2 separate regions of the Lactuca sativa genome follow, and region 1 is linked to region 2. The links are chromatin contacts, called in public Hi-C maps. All regions are on one chromosome and are shown on one strand. Each heading gives the region's core, a stretch centred on a gene start, on an enhancer-like site or on the middle of the called end of the contact. The rest is flanking DNA. Distances are from core to core; before and after follow the strand shown.

The links. A called contact is a pair of places that touch in the nucleus more often than the background predicts.
Region 1: a contact with region 2 is called in a Hi-C map of leaf, with 4 times the contacts expected there. The contact joins the promoter of LOC111900978 here to the promoter of LOC111909038 in region 2. A contact is called at or near these places in 2 of 4 Hi-C or Micro-C datasets (both in leaf).

What each region holds. Positions count from the first base shown.
Region 1 is chr5:4,975,882-4,983,177 of Lsat_Salinas_v11, forward strand. LOC111900978 (nuclear transcription factor Y subunit B-3) reads left to right here and starts at 3,975. Exons shown (of 1, transcript XM_023896844.3): 1 at 3,975-5,457. The coding sequence starts at 4,486. The coding sequence ends at 5,121.
Region 2 is chr5:4,089,815-4,096,116 of Lsat_Salinas_v11, forward strand. It overlaps LOC111909038 (protein TIC 20-v, chloroplastic), which reads right to left and starts at 1,417. Exons shown (of 1, transcript XM_023904831.3): 1 at 373-1,417. The coding sequence starts at 1,250. The coding sequence ends at 567. LOC111909037 (inactive beta-amylase 4, chloroplastic) reads right to left here. Exons shown (of 10, transcript XM_023904829.3): 8 at 6,174-6,243; 9 at 5,876-5,944; 10 at 5,641-5,811. The coding sequence ends at 5,659.

The sequences.
Region 1 (7,296 bases), core at 2,725-5,224, 890 kb after region 2:
CAAGGTCGGCCCATTTTATGATAGTTGGTATACTTGCTAAGTAGACGTGTGTGATATGTATGTATACATGATATGGGGTAGAGATAGCCTTCTGGCTAATGGTAGAGATAGCCATCTGGCTAATGGTAGAGATAGCCTTTATGGCTGACGGTAGAGATCGCCTTGTGGCTAATGGTAGAGATAGCCTTTGTGGCTAACGGTAGAGATAGCTTGTATAGCTAATTGATATGTGGCTAATGGTAGAGATAGCTTGATAGCTAATTGATATGTGATATGTGGTAGAGGTAGCTTTTATAGCTAATGGACATGTGATGTATGGTAGAGGTAGCTTGTAGCTAATTGTTCTGTATTATGTGGTAGAGGTAGCTTTTATAGCTAACAAGTTATGTGTTATGTGTATTGTGTATGGGGTATGGTCCGGGGGACTCACTAAACTTTGTGCTTATGGTTTGGAGTTTTGGTTTTTGGTATCATCGATTTGGAAATGAAGAGCTTGGATTGATCGCAGTGCACACACCTATTACTTTGTTTGTGATAGCGCGAGGATTTAGTGGGCAAGTAGCCAGAGACTTTTAGTGTGATTTAGTAGTGTGAGGTGAGTCTTCCTCACCATACTTACGCGTCGAAAGCACCAAGGTCAGCCCTTTGGATTGTTATCCTAGTTTATCGTATGATTGAGTAATGTAGTGATCTGTTAGATCTGTATCCTGGTAGATAGGATGATGTTATGATTAGTGATATGTAAGATCTATCTGTTTGTTATTTGGTGATTATTAATATGCTTGCATGTTATATATATGTGCGTCGACACGGTGTGTGTGTGTGAGGTTGGGTTGAGGCGGTTATACTTTATGTTGAAGGCCAACGGACCCAGGGCGGCCTGGATAGACTGAACGCCAGTGGGGAACGGTCCAGATAGGCTGAAGGTCTGGTGTGGCGTACCAATCATGCTGAAAGTTCCGTGAGCGTACCAGGTAGATTGTAGGCCGGTGGGGCGTTCTAGTCAGACTGAAGGCTCTATATGCATTCTATTTGTTGTTATTATTATGGTTATGATGTGTTGGTATTTTGGGGAAACTCACTAAGCTTCGGGCTTACAATTTTCGGTTATGTTTCAGGTACCTCATATGATCGTGGTATTTTGGGGAAACTCCTCGTGTTTTGTTTTATGATTTTAGGAAAACTCTGATATTAAACATGCTTTTAAAAATAATTTTGTAAACAATGATGATTTGTGGTTTGGTTTTAAAAGTTTAAAATTTTCATGAATTTTGTGGATGTTACACAAATAAACTTTCATAAATCTAAAATGAATGGTCACGGAATGATAGAGGAGGAAGTTCACGAGTTTGCTAAAGTAGTTGGGTGTACTACACAACCTATTCCTTTTAAGTACCTTGGGGTGTCTAATGGGGCTAAGATGAATCATATTAAAAGTTGGGAACCAATAATTGATAAATTTAAATCTAAATTAAATGGGTGGAAACCTAAAATGCTTTCTATAGGAAGGAGACCCACGCACTTTAAATATGTTCTGGTTCGTGATGAATTTATTTTTTCTCTTCGTTTAAAATGCAAGTTAAATTCGGTGATATGTTGGAATCGGCTAGGGCCTATTTTTTCGAGGGGGGGGGAGAGAAAGGAGGAGGCCGGTGCTGGAGAGAGATTTTTTTTTGGTGAATTGGAAAGTCGTGATGGCTTCTAAAAATAATGGTGGCTTGGATATTGGTAGCCTTGTTGATTTTAATGAAGCGTTACTGTTGAAATGGAGGTTGCGTTTTGTAAATTATATTGATGCTTTGTGGGTTAAAGCAATTAAATCTATTCATGGTGTTAGTGGTGGTTTTGACTTACAAGGAAGGAAACTTTCAATTAAAGGGGTATGGGCTAGTATGGTTTCTAATTGTTGTTCCTTTCAACACTGTCAAGTGGTCTTTGGGTAATGGAACTTCTATACGTTTTTGGAAGGATGTGTGATTGAGAGATGAGACCTTACCGGTTAAGTTTCCTATGTTGGCTGCTCTGGAAACGGATATTGACTGCACCATTGTTGATAGACATGTTGGTAATGATTGAATTAGAGTTCCATTCGTGATCCAGGAGGAAGAGTCACGGGGTCTCACCTAACATCTTTAATTGATTTATTAGTGCAAGTGAATGTTATTGACAGACCATACCGATGGATTTGGGACCTGGCAATGGGTGTTGATTATTCTGTCAAGGAAACCCGAGGTGTTATTGATGATGCATATTTACCCACTAATGTTAGAGTCACCTTCTAGTGTAATATCATTCCTATAAAAAGTTAATATTTTTTTCTTGGAGAATTATGTTGAATCGTTTACCGACTAGAGATAACCTTCCTTGAAAGGGTTGGAGATTCAGTTTCACTAATTGTCCGATATGCTCAACGTCTATGGAATCTGTGAATCATGTGTTTCTTGGCCGCCAGCTAGCTAAAGATCTTTTTTACCGTGTAGATTTATGGTGCGAAGTGGATTTCTCTAGTCTTATGTCGGTCACGTATTTGATTCCATTTTTGGAAAATTTTGTGCTGTCTTCGGTCAAGAAACAAGTCATAGAGGTGATTATTAAAACTGATTTATCATAGGAATCATAAATTTCATGTTAAGTGGAATTTATGGAACCAAAACCTCACTTTGATCTCTACTTTGTAATTCTTGTTTTGCTCTAGTTGCTTGCTAGAGCTTTTTTTTTTCTAATATATTCAACAATACCGTGCTATATTATACTTATCATCTTGTTCGTTGCGGATTTAAATAAAGAGAAAATAACAAAAATAGCCACTTACACCAATTACATTACAAAAATAGTCAAAAAACCCGAAGTTGCAAAAATAACCATGAATTTCGCAGATGGAATAATCTCATCTGCGAAATGGGCTTTCCATCTGCGAATGTACAAGCAGCTAAAGCATAACTGTGCTTTAGCTACTTGTACATTCGCAGGTGGTTTATTTTTAGTTTTTTTTCTCTATATATATTGAAATTGTAGGGTAAAATCGCAGATGGAATAGCCCCATCTGCGATTTACTCTGATTCCATCTGCGAAATTGCGGTTATTTTTTTATTTTTATTTTTATTTTTTTTAGTTTGACTACGAAATAATGTTGTCAAACAAGAAGTTAAAGTTATGAATAAGCGTGTGGTAGATAAAACTAAAAAAAAATTCAAGTCAAAAAAATAAAAAAAACATGTTTACGGGCATTATGTTGATGTTGGTGATGTACGTTAGATATAACCGAGCTACAAACCAATTTATTTCATAGTCAAACTAATAAAAAAAATAAAAATAAAAAAAATAAAAATAAAAATTTTAAAAATAACCACAATTTCGCAGATGGAATCAGAGTAAATCGCAAATGGGGCTATTCCATCTGCGATTTTACCCTACAATTTCAATATATACAGAGAAAAAAAAATAAAAAAAAAATAAATAAATCACCTGCGAATGTACAAGCAGCTAAAGCACAGTTATGCTTTAGCTGCTTGTACATTCGCAGATACAAAGCCCATTTCGCAGATGGGACTATTCCATCTACGAAATTCATGGTTATTTTTGCAACTTCCGTTTTTTTTTTTTTTTTTGCTATTTTTGTAATGTAATCGGTGTAAATTGCTATTTTTGTCATTTTCTCTTAAATATATTCAATCAAAACTCAAAAGGATTAGGAATTATTATTCTTTGGTAAAACGATGTCATATTTTCTTATACCATATATAATTTATTTTTTATTTTTTATCCATCTTGTCTTTTGCAGATAAGACATTTACCATACTTTTACTACAAACATTTGATGATCAGTATATCTAAATTATGAAAGATAAAAAGGACAATTGAACTGAATGCTAGAAATTTATAGAGAAAAGAGACAAAATTAGGTGCATATTAATGGGTTAACCCGATTTATTAGTGCCTAATTTATATGCTTAAATAAACGTAGCTATGGCCGACCATGTTCCTCATATGCTCTATCGATGGTCCACATCCCTCCACTATCTTCTAATCGAACGGTTCACACCTCGCCACTAAGAATGAACACTTATCGACAAATAACGGTCCTTATTCATCCACGTGGCAGTAAATATGGCGTTCTTATAGCATTTGATCCGACGGTATCCCGTATTCCAATCCCCATTCCCTCCAACAAAACATTTCTTCTCCCTTCTCTCATATTCCGGTCGCCTGAATGTCTTTTCCCGATCACTTTTCCGACGACGTTTTACTCACGACTCACGGCGTTTGCTTAGAATTATGAATTCCTCTTTTCTTTCTTCAATTATAATTGTTTCTTTAAGTTTCTTGAGGTGGTTTGGTTAGGATAGGATCCTATAGGATTTGGACTTTGTGATCAGCAAAATTCCCGCGCCAGAAATTTCTGAGGACTTTTGTTTTTGGGCATAATTCAATTACGTGCAGATTGATAGCATAAAGTCAAAAAGCTAGAATTTGAAAGGTAGTTAGATGGCGGATTCAGATAATGAGTCCGGCGGAGGACACAACGGCGATCACTCGCTTCGGGAGCAAGATAGGTTTCTTCCGATAGCAAACGTGAGTAGAATCATGAAGAAAGCGCTGCCAGCAAACGCAAAGATCTCGAAAGACGCAAAGGAGACTGTACAGGAGTGTGTGTCGGAGTTCATCAGCTTTATCACCGGCGAAGCATCAGATAAGTGCCAGAGAGAGAAGCGAAAGACGATCAATGGTGACGACTTGCTATGGGCCATGACAACGTTAGGGTTTGAGGATTACGTCGAGCCCTTGAAGGTTTACTTACAGAGATTTAGAGATATGGAGGGTGAGAAGACAGCGCTCGCGGGACGACAGGGAGGCGAGAAGGACACCGCCAGTGTGGGCGGTGGAGGGAATGGCAGTGTTGTAAATATTGGAAGTAACGGAGGGGGGTTTCACGAGAATAATGGAGGAGGAGGAGGGATGTATGGCACGATGATGGGGCATCATCAACAACAACATCAAGGAGGAGGACACCTGTACGGGTCGGGTGGTTTTTATCAGTTTGGCCAAAACCCGACTGGGAAAATGGGCCCTGCTGGATATCCAGGATCCGGCCCATTAAACGGAAGGCCGACCCCGAGATAAATCAATAGTATTAAATAACCGCCAAAGTCCCGAGTATATATACAAGAGTACAAGACTACATTACGACAGTACGTGACAAAAGCCATCTCAAACACTACTATTATATTTATATACCTGAATTATAATAGATTTAGGTAATGAAAGATAACGACTTTAGGTATGGTTTTGTATGTCATGATTAATTATTTAGGTATGTTTTGTTTTGTTTCGAGCACTTTCATTGATTGGTATTAGATTATTAGAAGGAGATTTGGTTACTTTAATTTGTTTTTATTTGGGTAGAGCAAAAGTATATAATATTTGGTCCCTTTAATACATTATCAGCTCTTCTTGTTCCTTTATTCTCTTGACAAAAGATAATATTAGTCTACGAGTTTGTACTATATACTTGTCGTGTGAATTGTTGGTAACGTGTAAATAGTTTCAATTTTTCCGTTCAAAAAAAAAGTTTCTATTTAGGTTGCATCTTATTATAAATATACATAACAATATAAAAGACGTAGTTAAAAAGATAAATCTTATTAACATTATAAATTAAATAGTTTTGCTACCAAATGCAGTCATTAATTTGGTATAATGATATAAAGAACTGTTGGAAAGATATCTCTTAGTCAATATGTTGAGAATTTAAGAGGTTGTTTGTTTTTAATATTAAAAAAAAATAAAAATAAAAATAAAAATAAAAACCATTTTGATCATTTTTGGCTGCGTTGACATGCGGATCACTTGATTTTCATATGATTCTCCTTGTTTCTCCATGTTTCAACAAGTGCAAGTTTCTCACCAAGTTTTGAGGAAGTTCAACTTCTCGTTGTTTCTTTTTTTAATCAGCAGATATAAAAGGGATGTATATGGATACGATAAAAGTAGCTTTTTCACACAAGTGCAATACAAAGTTCATACATTTCACAGAGTGCAATTACATGTAATGTAAAGTATTGTGTGTGAGAGTGACTTGTGTGTTTGTGCAATAGTTGTAAAACACATATGTGCATCATCGGTGAACCCACAAACATTACATACCTTCCTTCATCGCCGAGCACCCCCATGCCGGACATGCTGCTTTTCCGTGAACCACTCATTTCCGTAAGCAAATAGCCATATTTACTTGTAGAAAACCTAACCTACATTCACCCGTCTACCCACATGTTCTATCACCAAATCCAGCCAAAAACCGACCATAAAAAACCACAATCTTAACTGTGACAACCCGAAAAAATTTGCTTTGAAAGCTCAGTCAGTCAACTCAACTGAGTGTCAGACTCATTGGTAATGAGTTCTAGCCTGTTTAAAGGTCATTCTAAGGAGTTTTAAGCCTAATACACACAAGAAATGAGTGTTAGGAAGTACCTGCTAGAGCCACAATATAGCATGCAAACCTTAAACTCCATCAAGAGGAGTTTACGGCCAAGTTACCAAGAGTTTACGGCCGTAAACTCAAGGGGGCCGTAAACTCACCTCTCTATATATAAAACTCGGCCAGTTTTCTCATTCCTCCTTTCCTTGGCCAATTTTTCTTCAAATCCTCTCAAGTATCATCCAACTTTTCATCCTAGATCTTTAAAAGTTGTAAGTGTTCTTCTTTGATTAGTTAATACATCTCTTAATCTAGCTTCATACATTAATTTCATCCATAGAAATCATCTTTTCTTAGATCTTCAAGAAACACCAAGAACACACACTAGTGTTCTTGGCCAAAATCAACCATTTCAAGCCTCTATATCGTAAGTACTCTTCCTTACACATCATATCTAGTAGGAGGCATTGAATTACAACATTGAAACATGCCGTTTCCCATGAAGATCATGAGTTTATGGCCCAAGATCTTCCTTGGTCGTAAACTCTATGTTATGGCATGTTTGAGCCTTAAACTCTTCCAGCAAGCAAGCCTTTGACCTTGAACCCTTAATGGATGTTAATAGGACCTCAAACTACTCTCAAATGCATAATGGTCATGTGTTTATGGCTGTAAACTCCTTTGGGCCGTAAACTCATCAAAAGCCTCCACTGGTTTGGTCTTTCTCATCCTTGTGTAGAGCAAAAGTCCATCAAGCTTCCATAGCCTTCAAACAAACAGCTATGCATGTTTGACCATGAGTTTACGGCCGTAAACTCCCTTTGGCCATAAACCTATGGTAGGAAACTCTTGTTAGTGCCATTCCACACTCCTTAGTC
Region 2 (6,302 bases), core at 167-2,666:
GGTAGGGGTTGTGGTGGAGGTAGGTGGTGGGTGTGATTGGGTGGTGATGGTGGAGGTGGGTGGTTGGTGGTGGTGGTGGGAAGTGGGTAGTGGTGTTGATGGTGGTGGTTAAAAAAACTCTATTTTAAATCTAGAGTCTCAAATTACACAATAAGAACTAAATTTTAAATCTAGAGCCTCAAATTACATAATAAAAACCCTACTGATTGGCACATGTTACTATAAACCATGATTAGAAGTAGAACCGCAAATGACAGGGGCTTTCGTTAAAAAAAATTCAATCTTATACCCGATTTAAAAGCATCATCCAGTTGAACTTTATTGAGTTAGAATATAAAAATGAGCTCAAAACATATAGTATAACAACACAAATTCAGAGAAATTGACTAGATTTCTTATAAATCCTACTAACATATGTTTTGAAATTTACTAAGGACTTGTATGGGAACAAAAAATCAGTAAATCATATGAAGTGACTAGTGAGCAAAGGATGAACAGTAAGCAGCAAAACTACTGATATTTAATACAAATTGAAGAACCAATCATGAGCATGTATTCATGATTGTTCACATAACTTGCCTGTCTGCAGCATCTGCAACAATGGGCAATCTAGGAACTTGCCCCAAAAAGCAAGAAGATGAACCATAAATCAAGGACACCAACAGAAACAAAAACACAGTGCTATCCACACTCATCAACAGATCTAACCCGATTCCATCTTTTGGATTAAAAGTTCTCTCTAAAAGATCAGGGAAAATCAACAGCACATCCAGCACAATAACCTGCATGGTATTGAACCTCACATACCTACTGAAGTTAGGGTTTCTGACAACAACGAAGTAAAGTGTCAAAAACACTAAGAATCCATTGAATGGGAAGCTTTTGAACACCCTGATTGCAGGCACAAGAGGTTGAATTAAGGTTTCCATGAATGAGAATTGGGTGATTACGTATTTGCCGTATTGGATTCCATCAAAGAAGGGGTAGAAGTAACATACGGCTGAGATTAATCGGTCTGGTATGTCGACAGAGTCACTGTCGTTGGATTTGGCGACGATGAGACGGCGGTGACTGGATTTGATTTGGATCTGGTGGTGGTGGGGTGTTAGAGAGAGAAGAGAAGGTGGGGTTTTGAGATTGAGGGGGAGGAATGAAGTTGAATAAAGGGGCAGACTTCTTCTACATGATGAGAGCTTGAAAGGAGCTGCTGTTGATGATAGGGTGTTGGCCATGGACATGGACATGGCCATGGAGATTGGAGAAGACGGAGATGATTTCTCTTACAGTTACAGGGAGAAAGAGAAAGAAAGACAAGGAGGGAGGGAGGGACTGAAGAAATAATATCAAACGAGGTAGTTGAGTTGAGGAGGAGGGATAGCCGTTTGCCCGCTTCTCAACCATATCCTTTCAAAGGTCCATAGGAAAGAAAGGCCCAATACCAACAAATTCAATTTCAGGTGTCTGCAATGCACAGTTAGATTTAGAGACAAAGAAAGGAACTAGAATAGTAAATCTTATGACTCATGTACAAGTCTGAATGCAAAATCAGTAAAAATAGTAAGGCTGGAGGAACTCATTTTGTCACACTTCCTTCCCACACATAAGGATTGGTATTCCATGAAAAGAAGAAATCGTTTTGTCACACTTCCTTCCCACACATAAAGATTGGTAGTCCATGAAAAGAAGAACGGGAAAGAAAAAAGAGAAATAAAGGAAAAGTGTGAGAGAGAGGAACGCTCCTTTTTTTGGCTGCACACCCCAAACCGTATAAGGGGCGGTGTTTACTGCAGTTTCAAATGTCACATCAGCTAAAGCCGCACTTCAATCTTTCTGGTCTAAGATATCATGTTTTATAAACTGACTTACTGCCTTTAATATGTGTAGTTTGTATTTTAATCATGATAGCATTATACTTATGAATATATATATATATATATATATATATATATATATATATATATATATATATATATATATATATATATATATATATATAAGAGGTAGGTTCAAATGTTTTTCACATCTATTGTGTGCTAGAATGCACCAATAGGAATTTAGTATTAATTACATGTATATTAAATGTTATCAATACTTATAACTCATTTTTATGGAAACTAATTAAATTAGTCATTAATGTCAACAATAATATTCTTTCAGAATAAATTCATATTTAGAAGAATGAGAGTGTATTACAGCAGAATGAGAGTGTATTCTAGTAGAATACACTCTCGTTCTTCATATTCCATACAACTTTATTGTATTTTAAGTGATTGAGTTTTGAAACAAAGTACGAACTCATATATAAAACCTAGATGCAAATTCATTCTGAAAGAATGTTATTGTTGGCATTAACGTCGGATTTAATTAGTTTCCATAAAAAGAGAATTATAGTTATGGATATCATTTAATATACATATAATTATGGAAATCATTTAATATCTATAATTATTTAATTAAATAATTATTTAATTTACTAAATTTCTATTGGTGCATTCTAGCACACAATAAATGTAAAAAACAAAATAACCTATATATATATATATATATATATATATATATATATATATATATATATATATATATAGAGAGAGAGAGAGAGAGAGAGAGAGAGAGGGAGAGAGAGTTTTTACATCTATTGTGTGAATGTAGGAACCAATAGGAATTTAAGAATAATTAAATAATTAATAAGATAATTATGTAATTTAGCATATAATAATCATAATAAAACCCTTAAATCATTCATTACAAAAAAAATCTCTTTTTACCAACTCTTTAACTTAGCTTCTCATATCAGCACGTATTAATGTCTCCTCTTATTTTTTTTATTGACGAATGAAACCTTAATCATCCTATGATCGAAGGAGGGTCGGAGTTGCCAATCGGCGACGGCGAAAATGACATCGTAACCAAGGCACAAAAGTCGGACCTTTTTTTTTGTGTGTGATTCAAAGATAAAAATATTAATTTCGGTGATGACCCTTTTGTTTCTTTCTCTTGTTCTTGCCTTCTTCCCCCGTTATTAAATCAATGATTTTCTGGAACAATTTTTTTTCCCAACCTCATGTGCAAGACGGGGAGTCTAACGAAAACGAACTACAATTCTTTTTTTTTTTCATTCTCGCTCTTGACTTCACCTTGGAGGCTGGAACCCTAACCTACAAATTACATGTAATATTCCGGTTTCAAGATTTTCCTAAGTATGAACATATTGAGATTTTTAGCAATTACGATTTTGTTTTTTAATGTAAGTAAATTGATGTCAAGTTTATTAGGAAATTGAAAATTTTCACCAAAGAAACCAAACCAGTAATTGTAACATCTGTGAAATTGTAATCCACTCATCCTGGTAAGCTTTTAAGTATTTCATATGTTCTTTTCTTTTTTATATACCTAAACTTCTTTTTTGTATAACTAAACTAACAGAAAATGTGATGATTTAGGGAGTACCCTTAAAGTGTTTGATGAAATGTCAAAGAGAAATGTTGTTAGATGGGTATTGATTGTTCAACATGTCATGACAGTCTCAAATTGTATTCTTGGTTAGTGATGGGATGTTCATGAAGTCTCAAATTGTATTATTGGTTAGTGATGGAATGTTCATGGCATTCTAGGGTTATGTTATTGTTTTTACAGGGATTGGGATGCTCTGTAGTTGTTTACCTTTGAAGCTACTGTAGCAGCTAATCAATCAACCATAGAGAGTTTGACTTCTAAATTGAACGAGCTTCAACTTGAGGTATGTATCCTTGTTTTTGCTGGTGCATTAGGCATCAATGTTGAATCCTTTGTTAGCCTATCCAGGACAACACTTAAACCCATTGTCTTGGTGCAACTTGTATCATCATCCCCATGTATGAGTGCCTATTGTGGGCTGGTGAAGACCTTCATGAATGTTATTTAAAACCTACAAATATTCTTTTAGAATGGCGAAGACTTTAGAATGAGGAAGACCAATATTCTTTCAGAATAAGGACATGCAATATTCAGTTTTGTTCTCATGAATGCTTTTCAAGAATCTAATTCATTTTTGTGACATTTTGTTAGAATATGTATAATTGTATTAAAACGTATAAGATTATGTAAGAATATGTATGAATCTACATCCAGATGTTCATGAATATACAAAGATCTTGTTATTTTTTCAACTAATGGTTCAAGAATGTTGTTTTTTTTTCAAAAAAGTTCATTTAATCAAAATATGTATTCTGTGAGAAATATATATCCTGACATTCTTATAGAATATCATTCTCACAAAATATATCGGGTATAATTAAAAATTACAAAAAAAATAAAATTGAATTAACTAAAAAATCATAATTTTTAAATCAAGAAAATTAATTATCCTCACAAATCTGGAATTTTCATTTTTTAAATTTATATCAATTGACTAAAATACCATTATAGTGAAATTAGATGGTATTTTTCAATTATTTTTAATTTAATAATATTTATTAATCACTTTCTTAATTTTCACTGGATAGTTAGAATAAATAACCTAACCTATATATATATATATATATATATATATATATATATATATATATATATATATATATATATATATATATATATATATATATATATATATATATATATATATATATATGAAAAGAAGATAAACAATCAGTTTAATAAAAAACAATTAATCACGATTATACATATTGCCATAAAATAAAATTTAGATGGATAAAATATTTATAGTGTTATTCTCAGATAGAAGTGTAGAATTTATTTTCATTAAATAATTTTCATATTTTTTTAGTATTTTTTACCTTTTAATTGTTAATCCAATATGTTTGTGAAATATATTATGTTACTACTTTATTTTTTAATAATTTATATGAATAGTTTGTTTATTATTATGACTTAGTTTGTCTAGTAAAGTCATAGTAGTATATATATCTGACCAATACATAAGTATAAACCTAATCAGTGATGAATTGATATAAAATTGTAGTTAAAAAATGAACAGCCAACAGTTAAATCATAAAAATGATTACATTTTTACTCGGGAGAGATTGTTGCAAGAGTGTTCATTTTCAAGGGTTTGTGAATGTGTATTATGACATTTTCTTGATATCTTGTTCTCAACATGTCGGAAGGATCAAAAATAGCAAACAAGAATCAACACAGAAAAGCACATGACGTTGATATAAAATAGTGTAAGAAACGAAATCCCATAAAAATGGACTATGATACATTCTTGTTACACTAAATGCATATAAAAGATATAAACACAATGCTGTAGATTATTGCAACAAATTGCAGTGTCTTCTCTGCATATAAAAAACTGCAGGGGAGACATATATATATATATATATATATATATATATATATATATATATATATATATATATATATATATATATATATATATATATGCTACTGTTCATAGTTCCTGTCTCCCCTGCAGTTTTTTATATGCAGAGAAGACACTGTAATTTGTTGCTATTGTGTGCATGTATGATTGATTCTAGACTAATCATTTTAGTCATTTTAGTTATTTGAACCTAACTCTCTCTCTCTCTCTCTCTCTCTATATATATATATATATATATATATATATATATATATATATATATATATATATATATATATATATATATATATATATATATAGTCTTTATTCCAACTACAAAGTGTAAGTAAGATGTTATTCTACAAATCAGTGCTCATCCTTTGCACAAATGGAACAAAATTATTCCAGTTTTCAACCCTAAATATCTTATCGTTCATTCTGAAATAAGTAAATGATCTCACAGTTTCTTCCTGTGAATCATAACAATTTGAGTATATCTGCTTTAGTCCAGCCTGCAAACAGAAATTTGTTAGGATATATTGATGCAAAAAATAACAACATTAAGATACATAATACCTCATCAAACCGTTCATGTGCATTTCTACCGGTCAATTCCACTACCCTTTTCTTTGAGGCATTCTTTATCTGTTAAATAGTAGTAATTATGGTATACATTTTAGTAGCACAAAATCATTGCATCACAAATATAGAGAATACCTGTATTTCACATATTTACTTTTGAAAGAAAATTAGGACACACACAACCCATGAAAACTTTTAGGACACACACGATAAGATGAGTAACTATATTGTTTTGTTATCGCTTCTGAAAGGAAAAGGAAGTGAATAATAAAAGGTTTGGTTTGGGGTGTACCTGCTGAAGCAAACCTTCTGGACTGCACAAACAGGCTTGGGGAGTTTCATTGTCCAACATCTCAAAGCACCTACAAATTTTATTTTATTTTAAATTAAATAAAAAAAAGAGGATATATTATCATTGTAA